2 separate regions of the Sus scrofa genome follow, and region 1 is linked to region 2. A link is a contact called in public HiChIP or PLAC-seq data. All regions are on one chromosome and are shown on one strand. The core of a region is the stretch at or near the end of the contact, and the rest is flanking DNA. Distances in the headings are between cores, read along the strand shown.

The links. HiChIP or PLAC-seq counts read pairs in DNA pulled down with a chosen protein or histone mark.
Region 1: an H3K27ac HiChIP or PLAC-seq map of skeletal muscle shows a contact between it and region 2. The contact joins two enhancer-like sites. A contact is called at or near these places in 2 of 2 datasets of contacts at active chromatin or transcription factors (alveolar macrophages and skeletal muscle).

The regions. Positions count from the first base shown.
Region 1 is chr13:109,999,523-110,005,225 of Sscrofa11.1, forward strand. All of the region lies in intron 1 of TNIK (TRAF2 and NCK-interacting protein kinase), which reads right to left. Among named protein-coding and RNA genes, the nearest start is that of TNIK, 50 kb to the right of the region's middle. Within about 2 kb of position 2,184, at least 1 of the 83 cell types and tissues checked has an H3K27ac peak or open chromatin away from gene starts, as enhancers often do. A contact at or near this core is called in skeletal muscle, where this site is marked.
Region 2 is chr13:109,782,499-109,787,712 of Sscrofa11.1, forward strand. The region is part of intron 4 of TNIK (TRAF2 and NCK-interacting protein kinase); the gene reads right to left. Among named protein-coding and RNA genes, the nearest start is that of SLC2A2, 170 kb to the left of the region's middle. Within about 2 kb of position 2,938, at least 4 of the 83 cell types and tissues checked have an H3K27ac peak or open chromatin away from gene starts, as enhancers often do. A contact at or near this core is called in skeletal muscle, where this site is marked.

The DNA of each region.
Region 1 (5,703 bases), core at 934-3,433, 220 kb after region 2:
GATGAAGTCTCAGCATGGTCTCTGGGCGCAGCTCAGAGCAAGGCATCTGAGGACAGGAGGTGGGGACCATCATTTTATGGAATGTCCATGAGCACCAACGTCCACCCTGGAATGATGTGTCCCTATAGGACTCAGCAATGCAGAGACCAAGTGAAAAGCAGATGGTCAGATGAATATTAAATGTGGGAGTATCAGGAGAAATTGGCAGGAAGGAGCAAAGAAGCAATTTAATATCAACTTTAAAGGGCAGCTGGAGGAATTAAGCAATGCATTTAAACACAGCCCAGTGTCTCACACAAAACGAGAGCTCAATAAATTAGCTGTAGTTGTCACCGCTGCTAATGCTGTTGTTATTTACTTCTAGAACCAAGCAAAGTGATCCCTGTCTCCTAGGGACTTGTGAAATATGTCAGCAGTTACTCCTCAGTTAAAAGGAAAATTTACAAGCAATGTGGGGTGTTAAACCCTTCAAACAAGAGATGCTAATGACCATACATTTCTATAGGTTTCCACGCATAGTTACTTTTGAATAGTTGGTGGTTGAGCATTCTTTAGATAACGACTAAAAAATAACTGGTACCATTTTTACTATAAATATGGCAGTACAAAAGACTTAAAAAAAAAAAGAATGAAAAATAATGCTCTCTTTAGAAAGGCCATGTGAGGCTGTTCTAGGGTAAGACAATCTGAGCCCGTGTATTCCATTATTGCTGCTCCCACCTCATTTGAAAAGGATTTGCGGAAGTTGGCAAAGACACATGCAGAATAAAATTAGGAAAAGAAAGTGAAGTAATGTCTAAAGAGAACTGAAGGGTAGGAGAAAATATTTGATGCCCAATAGAAATGAATGGACATGCAAATAGGCCTCTTTTCTTGGTGCCAGTAGTAGGTCTCAAATTTGACTATGAATCACCTGGCAGTGAATGCAAAGAAGGAAAAAGGATCAGCAGAATAATCAAGGGTTTCCAAAACTAAGGGGAAATTCTGGTACTGTTCATATTGAGGTATGAACATTTTTTTCCTTCATAAATTGACAGTAATACAATGGAAATGTCTACCAAAGTATCCTTAAAACAGCACTTAGGGAGTTCCCGTCGTGGTGCAGTGGTTAAAGAATCCGACTAGGAACCATGAGGTTGCAGGTTCGATCCCTGGCCTTGCTCAGTGGGTTAACGATCTGGCGTTGCCATGAGCTGTGGTGTAAGTTGCAGACGCGGCTCGGATCCCGCGTTGCTGTGGCTCTGGCGTAGGCCGGCAGCTACAGCTCCGATTATACCCCTAGCCTGGGAACCTCCATATGCTGCGAGAGCGGCCTAAGAAATGGCAATAAGACAAAAAAAAAAAAAACAAAAAAAAACAGCACTTAGTCACTTGATTAAAAGGTCCCTTCTTTCAGAGTTCCCACTCTGGTGCAGTGGGTTAAGAATCCAATTGCAGAGCTTGGGTCACTGCAGAAGTGCAGGTTCGATCCCCAGCTTGGCGCAGTGGGTTAATGAACCTGGAGTTGCTACAGCTGTGGTGTAGGTTACTGCTGCAGCTCAGATTCAGTCCCTGGCTGGAGAACTTCCATATGCCATGGATGTGACCATTAAAAAAAAAAAAAAAAAAAAAATTATCCTTCTTTCATCCCCCCAAAACACCCTTCATTCCTAGTGGGAAAGACAAAGTACCAGAATCAAAGGATAGCTCTCTGAAATTCAGAATTCTTTTCTATATTGCTTTTTTAGTCTTTTTGTTCCAGGGTAGGCAGAATCACACCCAGCTCAAATCAATTAACATTACCATCTTTTGGAGGAAATAAATTCACACACTTACACATTACCCATATAATCACAGGCCTACAAATAAATACAGCTTCCAACCTAGAACTCTTTACAAGCAAAACTATCCAGAAATCCTGAGAACATAATGAAGACATATTCAGGTATGCAGTGTCTAAAATTTTCTACCTTTTCTCCAAAAACTCCTCAAAGACATGTTCCCTGAAAATAAAGAAATAGGCTAAGAAAGAGAAGACAAGGAATCTAGGGAAAAAAAATCCTACACAGTGGGGCAAAGCAGGAGCGTAAAAGGAAACCCCGGGATGGCAGGACAACAGGCCATCCAGACTGGAGGTGATCCAAGGTTCCAGAAGAAGTGGCTCCAAGCAGATGAAAGGAAAGCTAAGATGAAAGATGAAAGCTAAACACCTGCTGTAGCTAAATATATTGTCAGAGGGCAGCTCTTACGCGAGCAAGAGTCCAGGGTATAGCAGGGATGAGCATACAAGAAACTAAGAAAACAGACAATAGCTCGCATTAGAAACAGCAGTAAAGTACTACATATCCCCATTTGCTTGACTAAAAAAACAATGGAAGCATAGTAAGAAACTAATAGCAATGACTACTATAGGAGACGACGAAGGCAATGGATAGATTTGGACAAGAATAGAGGTTCAAGTGTACCTTTTACATTGTTTTCATTTTTGAACCATGGGAATAAATTACCTACTCAAAAATTAATTATAAGAAAATAGATTCTAAAAATTTTTAAAAAGGAGTTGATAGGCCAGTGGCTTTACTTGGTCTTGTTTTGCACATAACAGCAACCACTGCTGACCTCGGCCTGGCTTTCCTACTGCGCCCATCTACAAATGTCGAAGGCAAAAAGTCCCCAGACATGGCTACAGCCATGAAAATGACATCAGTGATAAAGAGAGAAGTGGGAGAAGCATTTCCAACTAATTAAAACATGAAGTGCAGCCATTTGTTTTCCATAAAGTGGTACTGGCTAGGTACGACTTTAAAAGGTCACATCTAGGACCTATGTAAGGATATAGAAATCAGATAACAAACTGTTTTTAAGGGGGGCACAATTAGAATTTTGAGCAGGGCAATTATTTGTTAAGCTGGACTACCCTGCTTATTGCATGGAGGCTAGCATCCCTGGTTCCTGCCCATCGAATGCCATTATGTCACCTCATTCATGATGACAACCCAAATGCTCCTTTCACCCGCCCCATGTTTCCAAAAGCCTCTGAGAACCACAGTAAGGAATAAGTAAACAGAATAAAAATTAAAACTTGCCAACTTTGTTTCCTATCACTTCAACTAATTTTCATCAGTTCATTAATTTAATGAATCTTCATAACACATTCGTTAAGAAATGATGAGCAATCTGATCTTGCATATGTTTGGCTGTTACTAAAGATAGTTTGCGTCTTGAGTTTAAAAAAAGGGAGCTAAAGAAAATCTGAGGAATCTAAAATGCCTGCCAGCCTTCAGTCAAACCCACTTCACAACTGCAGAGTGTACAGTTTAATTTTTTTAAAAATTAGGTTCGTCTATATTCTCTCATTGATTACGCTAATTAATTCTCTTTATGGGGCCTATAAGCTTGGCAAGGAAAATATTATTTTCCCCAGTTTCACAGACATGGTGTCTTAAGGCTTGGAGCAGTTAAGTGATTTTTCTAATCACATAACTGACAGAACTTGGGGTAGAAACCAGGATTTTTTGGTTGCCAGGCTGGCACAACATCTCCACTCAGCTCTAATACTTACTTTAGACGGTAATTTCTCTATGCTAAACCTATAACACAGCAAGTCAATTCAAACTTTCAACACAATTAGAAATTTGAAATCCAGCATCTCTTTTTAAATCATTATATAATGGCCAGATATAACAGTCCTCAAAATGGTACAGTTTTTAAAAATCAATAAAGCTGACTTTATAAGTCAATGAAGATTGGCAGAGGTAGGTACAGTCATTATTTCATTTTATAGATGAGGAAACAGAGGCAGAGAAAAGGATAAGCAGTGTGTTAACGGTTACACATCAATTAAGTGTGGGGATTTGAATGCAGGCAGTCTAACTCTGTAGGGAAAACTTAATATTAAATTAAAAGATAAATCACAAGAAAAACTGGTAGGTGGAATGCTTTAGGTGAACAAAGAAATGTTCCCTTTAGCTTTTGTAAATGACATATAAATCAGACTCCCTCATTTTCTTGTTGATTTGTAAAAGTGACTCACAGTATAGAAACACTCACATAACTCTGTCAAGCTAGCCAGTACTTTAATTACTCAAGTAAGGGGCACTTAATAATCAATTTTCTACACTTTATTTTTTGTAGAAACACAGTAACCTTGAAATATTTAAATTAGGCACTTTTGACCATCTCTTTTGGTTGACATGAAGGTCTTAAAATTTTTCTACTCTCAGTTTACTAATGCATATATTAAAAAGTCTAAAGAGGTAAATGTACAAAGAACTCCAAAATACCAATTTGGTAAAAGATCACATTAATATAGAGGCAACCACTGAGTAAAAGAACAATTTGGAGAAAACAGATCCATTTAATTCAAAATAGCAATGGAGAAGCTGACTCTATTCTACTCTACATAGGTTTTGTTGGCCATGACTGATAACCAATGCAGAAGACTGACAGATTTTCTCCTCTACAGTTTCTACAGAGCATCCCCAAATTTTTTTTTTTAAACCAAATTTAATCTCCAGAAGTAGGAGCATGATATCCTGCTAGGAAACACTACTTAAAATAAAAATTCAGTTGTCAAATAACACTAGTTTAGTACAACACCAGAGTCATGCTCATGCCTAAAAAACAGGCCAGGTTGAGGGTAAGAATTTAAGGAAAGCCCTGAGCTACAGCCAAAGAAATCATTCATCTAACTCCTCAGAAGAACTACAGCTCTACAAGCTAAGATTGGAAAGGGCTGGAGAAAATGGAGCATTAGTCAAATTCTCTATGGCCTAAACTTGGTAATAATTTATGTTTGATGCTACAATATAGGTTAAATAATTTGGGTCAACAATACCAGGACCACAAGCACACAACTGAGTTAATAATGAGATATTCAATGATGGATGACCAAAGAAGAGCTAGAAGGAAAAAACACAGCAACCACTTGCTATTGGTTTGCTGGCAGTCCCTGTTGCCAGCAATCAGTCCTTAATCTTAGAACCTTGTGGCTATTCCATTACACTGCCTCCTTAGATGATGGAATCAGATGCTAGGGTGAGTGCCTGGCAGAGCTCTGGAGCCTGACCATCAGAGTCAGAGGTTAAGAACCCAGAGCTCTGAGGCATGCAGCAGACACCCTACACAGAACAATCACTGTCCCAAGGGTCTCCAGAAAAGATCCCACAGATTAGCTGATCCATGTAAGTGACCGTGTACCATTTACAGAAGGAAAATGGAGGCATCCAGAAGTGTAATATTCCTCAAGTCACTGAGTCTGTACTAAATATGTCAGAAGGCATACTCTTTGTTGACAAGGATCATAACAGATCCCATAAGACTACCTAGAGGAAAGAGGGGAGAGAGGTAGCATAGGACTGGAAGAGGCCACTCAGTCACCCTTGGGGGCGGGGTGAGGATAGAGAGAGGAAAGGTCAGGAGGACTGGGCCTGAGGGAAGGAGGAAGGACGTCTCCACTGCTGTTTAGTGGGTGAAAGAGGTAAGGAAAAGTAGAAAGAGCCATGGAACTGAAGAAAGTGGGAGAAGGGGCATCAAAGAGAACTAGGGTGGGTCTCTACTGGGGTCAACGATGACAAGGGCAGGAGGGGGGCCAGGGGCGGGGGTGAGGAGGGTGATGACAGTCTTGGCAGGAATGTCATAAAAAGCAAGGAAGCATCCACCCAGATGACCTCCAACAATGCTAACATTCTATTAACCTTCCGCAGTTATCTGTTCCAAATTTAG
Region 2 (5,214 bases), core at 1,688-4,187:
AAAAAAAAACTCTTATGACTCTATGACAAAAATATAAATAATACAATTTTAAAATGGGCCAAACATTTGAATAGACATTTCTCCAAAGATACACAAATGACTAACAATCACATGAAAAGATGCTCAACAGCAATAGTCATTGGGAAAATGAAAGCAAAACACATTGGGATACCACTTCACACCCTCTAAGATGACTGGTTCAAAAAAAGAAAAAGCAGAAAATAAATTGTTGGTAAGAATGTGGAGAAATTGGAAACATCCTACATTGCTGGAGGGAATATAAACTGGCAAACTGTTTGATGGTTCCTCAACAAGTTAAAACACAGAAATACCATATACATGACCTAGCAATTCCACTTCTAGGTATATACCCCTAAAAGACTGAAAACTGGTGTTCAAACAAAAACTTGCATATGAATGTTCAGCAACAGGGCTCACTATATACAAAAGGTGGAAATAACCAAATTGTCCATCATTACATGAATAAACAAAATATGGGTATATCCATACAACAGAGTACCAGTGAGCTATGAAAAGGAATGAAGTACTGATGCAACATGGATGATACAGTATGGATGAATCTTGGAAACATTATGCTAATTGAAAGAAGGCAGAGGAAAAAAGCCATACATTGTATGAATCCTTTCACAGAAATATTCAGAATAGGCAAGTCTTTGGAGATAGAAACCAACCACTAGGCTACCAAGCACTTGCCTTAATGGGTACACAGTTTCCTTTTGGGGTGATGATAAAGTTTTGGAACTAGACAGAGGTATGGTTGCACAACACTGTGTACTTAATCTCACTGAATTATACTTTTTAAAAGTATTAAAATGGTAAATTGCATGCTATGTGTATTTTATTAGCATTAAAAAAGGTGATGAGATTTTTTTTCAAAATAACAGAAGGGAAGAAACAGAAGGGCATGTAGATGGGGCATGGTTGACTACTGACTGAAGACAGTTGGAGCTAGTTTGGGGCACATTATATTGTTCTGTCTACTTCTGTGTGTTTGGGGAATTCGCTAAAAATACAATGTTAAAGAAAATCCCATTTATGTATATCATGGTTTAGCAGCTGTAGGAAGGGCCAAAGAAACATCCTTGGGTAGAAAGAAAAGAACACTTTCTCCAGTGAGCAAAACATGTTTGCGCCCCTTCTCCAAATCCCATTTTGAAAAACAGTGACCAGACCTCCTACAAATTTATCGATGGTGCCTGTATCAGCTGGAGAAAATGCCCCACCATTGAGCTCTACTGGGCCATGTAATTACAGTTCCCAAGGAGAGCAATGGAAGCCCAGTGACTCCAGTCTTTCAAAATTAGATTGGACAAAACACTTTCAGATATTCAGGAGGAAACAATCCTGCTATAGCTGGGCACTAATGTCAGTGATTTCTATAATTTGATTCGCCATTCAGCTCCAGCTGAAGGCTGCTAAATTCTTTTCATCTCACTATGGAACAAAATGATTGTTAAATTATATAATGGGATTTTTTTTTTAAGAAAAAGAAAGAAAGAAACCAGCATTTGCTAGCAATCGGTTCCTGCAGCCACACAGCAACACTGATAATTACTGCCACTGCACAGCAGGGACCTACCCTCACCACAAGTAACCTCATCACATTAATAAACAGAAACAGGGCTCAACATGCCAAGCCCAGCAGCGATAAGTCAATAACTTCACATCTCACAAGCAAGAAATAATGCATCATTAATATTCTCCAGGAAAGAAAGTCCTCAAAGAATTGATACTAGGGCAACAATACTTGCTAACACTTACAGAGGAGTTGCCATGTGCCATGCACTGGGCTAAGTGATTTGCAGTTATTATTCCATTAATCCTCTTTCTCTTTAATTCCCTTCTCTTTCTTTCTTTGGAAATGCTTATCCATGGTCTATATACTCATTAAGTAGCTAAAGCAGGGTTGAAAGCATCATGCTTTCTCAAGTAGTAGCCATCTGACCTTGGGCATGTCCCCTAACCCCACTGGGCTCAGCACCCCACCACCATCATTATAAAAACAAGATAAAATCATCAGCCTTATATGTTTGGTGTGAACATTAATTGTGTCTCTGAATGTAAATCTTCTAGTAGCCAGAAATCTCTATGTATCACTTATCCATTCTTTGGTCTGTTTGCATTTCTAAAAAAAGCTTCCAACTTGGAAGACAGCATTAACAGTTCCCCAAGACCTACTTCCCTCTGATGGTGAGAAAGCAGCTGAAAGGGCACCTATAAAGGGCACTGGGCCCGTGTGCTTCTAAAACTTCCATTCATGAAAGAACACCAAGGACACATGTCTTTTTTTTCGAGCTCGTGTCACACAGCAAGAAGACTCCGTGGTACATTCCAGGACACTGGATCTTTTTATTTGGAAAGTCAGATGATGGTGGAAGAGGTTTAAAAAGAATCTTACATTTGAAATTCTCACTCAACATTACCTACATAATTGGGTCAGAAAATTAAATACACCTGTATGTCACTTAGGAAGCGAGGAGGAAGGTTAAGTTGAAGGTGAGGATGAACCTGTGCTCGGGCACCACGGGGGCTGGGCCTGGGCGCCGATCTGGAACAATGTCAAGGAGGAGACATTGAAAAAGCAGCACGGTGTGTGGTGCAACCCAGCTGTCTGGGAAAGGGTTGCTTGGATTATGGGATGCAGGTAGTTATTTCTATGTAAACTAAAATGGCTAATTTTAAAAAACAAGGTGTTCCAATATATTTCACAAATTGCATGGCTGTGCATCACTTGTTTTTGTCTGATGAGCAGGATGTTTTCTCTTGGAGGTTGTGGAGTGAGTGGGTACTTATCATTGTGTCCTATGCTTTCTTCCTCCTTTAGGACAGTTTTTTTAGAAAAAGGACTTTGGCCTCAGCTGATTCCAGGGGGAATTCCAGAAGCACCATCTGAGTTCTCACTGAGGTCACCCACCCCCTCACTGGGAGGGGCATAGGTTTGGACTCAGCAGATGTGGTCACTTCTTACTTGCACTTTCCAATCCCAGTCACCTCTGAAAGAATTTAAAAAGGTTTATGCTCAGAGCCAGTCTAAAGGCTTAGGATGATTTCTGGGTTCCCTGTGGTATAACCAGTTTTAAGTTCCTATAACAAGAAACAAAGCTTTAAGGTATTTTAAAACTGTAGGACTAGCGCAGAATATGTTGACAGGAACACATTCCTTACAGATGTCACTAGTCAGTCGCCCACAAGAAGAACTGACTACTAACAGATTCCTTCTCTTTTATAGTAAAAGAAAGGATGGGAGATGGGGAGAGGAGGAGGGGGAAGGAGGATGAAAGTCTACCTAAAATGAAAGAGGTTTGCACCAAGCAACTTCAGGGGCACCCTAAGAACAGGAGAGGAAAGATAAACTTCCAAGAATTCACAAGATTGCAAAGGATCAGCCTACGAACCTTGAAGGTCCAGAAACATCAGCAAGGCACAGGATATTTTTATCATGTGTAGCTGGGAATAGCTGCAGATCCCATCTGCATGATTTATGAAGGTGTAAACAAAACTCAAACTCAGTACTTTGTTACAGAATGCTGCTTCATGTGCCAAAGGTAGTTTAAGTTGCACAATATAAAATGTGTGTACAGAAGTACAAAAATTGGTGGGTATACAATTTATCATTTTATTCAACTGATGCAAAAATAAAGTCAAACTTTATTTTCATAATAAAATTAAAACTGTTGGGAATTTCAAACTGGAAAAGCAACCTAAGTAGGTTTTTGCATTCATTTTTAAACTAACATGTATTGGGGGGTAAAAACTCTTTGGCTTCTGCATTATATTTTTGGGCTTGAAAAGAGAATGCCTGAACTACAAATCCTTAGTCTTCTGAAGATAAAAAGATGAGTTCCAAGGATGTGAAGTCTCAGATTTTGTCAACAAAGTTTCTAGATATGAACAACTTTGTACCTTGAGAATGACAATGACCGTTTGAATATTCGGAGCCAACTGGTGTTTTAGCTACAGGAAGCCTGCCCAAAGGACAGCCCACTAGAAATGCTCTGTAGCCGCCCATGTCTAAGGATACACCCATCTCAGAGACAGCATGGCAGCATTCAAGGAACGAGAAGTTAGGCGCATTTTGGATTTGGTACTTGGTGCTCAAATTTCTCAGGATGCACCTAGGATCTTCTGGAAGGTATTTTCTGTTATATGTCCATTTGAGCCATGGACTCAATCATAGTAACTAATTAACCTTAAAGGCTATAAGAAATTTATAGCTCTGCCTCTCAGAATGTTATACTCAAATAAGAGAATCTGAGGTATGGATCGAGGAGCAAGTTTTCAGACAAGTCAAAAACAGGAAAAGAGGAGTTCCTCTCATGGCGCGGCAGAAACGAATCCGACTAGGAACCATAAAGTTGTGGGTTTGATCCCTGGCCTCGCTCAGTAGGTTAAGGATGCAGTGTTGCCGTGAGCTGTGGTGTAGGTCGCAGACATGGTTCGGATCTGGCGTGGCTGTGGTGTAGGCCGGCAGCTACAGCTCCGATTGGACCCCTAGCCTGGGGACCTCCATATGCCATGGGTGTGGCCCTAAAAAGACAAAACGACACACACACACACACACACACACACACACACAAACCAGGAAAAGAAAAAAAAAAAAAACAACCCAAAAAACTGGCTCTAGAGACTTAGTAACTTGGTATTTAAGAATGTTGAGAAATGCAGCATAAACAGGAACATTGACTTTGTCTCAAAATTAACCTAGAATAGGAACCAGAGGGTTGTCTAGACCATTAGCAGAGTAACTGTGGGCATACATAAAGTCTTCCTTTTGCTAAGGTGGAAAGGGGTTTAGGCATAGTTCAAGTGAAATTCACCGAGATAAAAGAAGAAATCACTTTCACATGCTTGTCATATAATCGCCCATTAAATGGCTCCATTAAAGTTGAACTCAAGCCCAGCTGCAAAGTATGAAATCAGGTGTAGCTTTACCTCTGTGTTTGTATCTAAGTAGCTTACATCCTGTCTCAAGAGGTCATGCAGTGGGGCAGCCCCCAAACTTGGAGACTGTTTATAATTACTCCTACTACTATTTTAGGCACTTAAATTCAGCCTTAAACTTTTCTACTCAACAATAAGAATATTCAATCATTTCTCCAGACAAGCAACCTAAGCTGTATTTAAGAAGAAAGAGAATTCTCTAGAAATAAAAGTGCCAGATGCTAACTAAATGCCATCCCCCACCCCAAATGA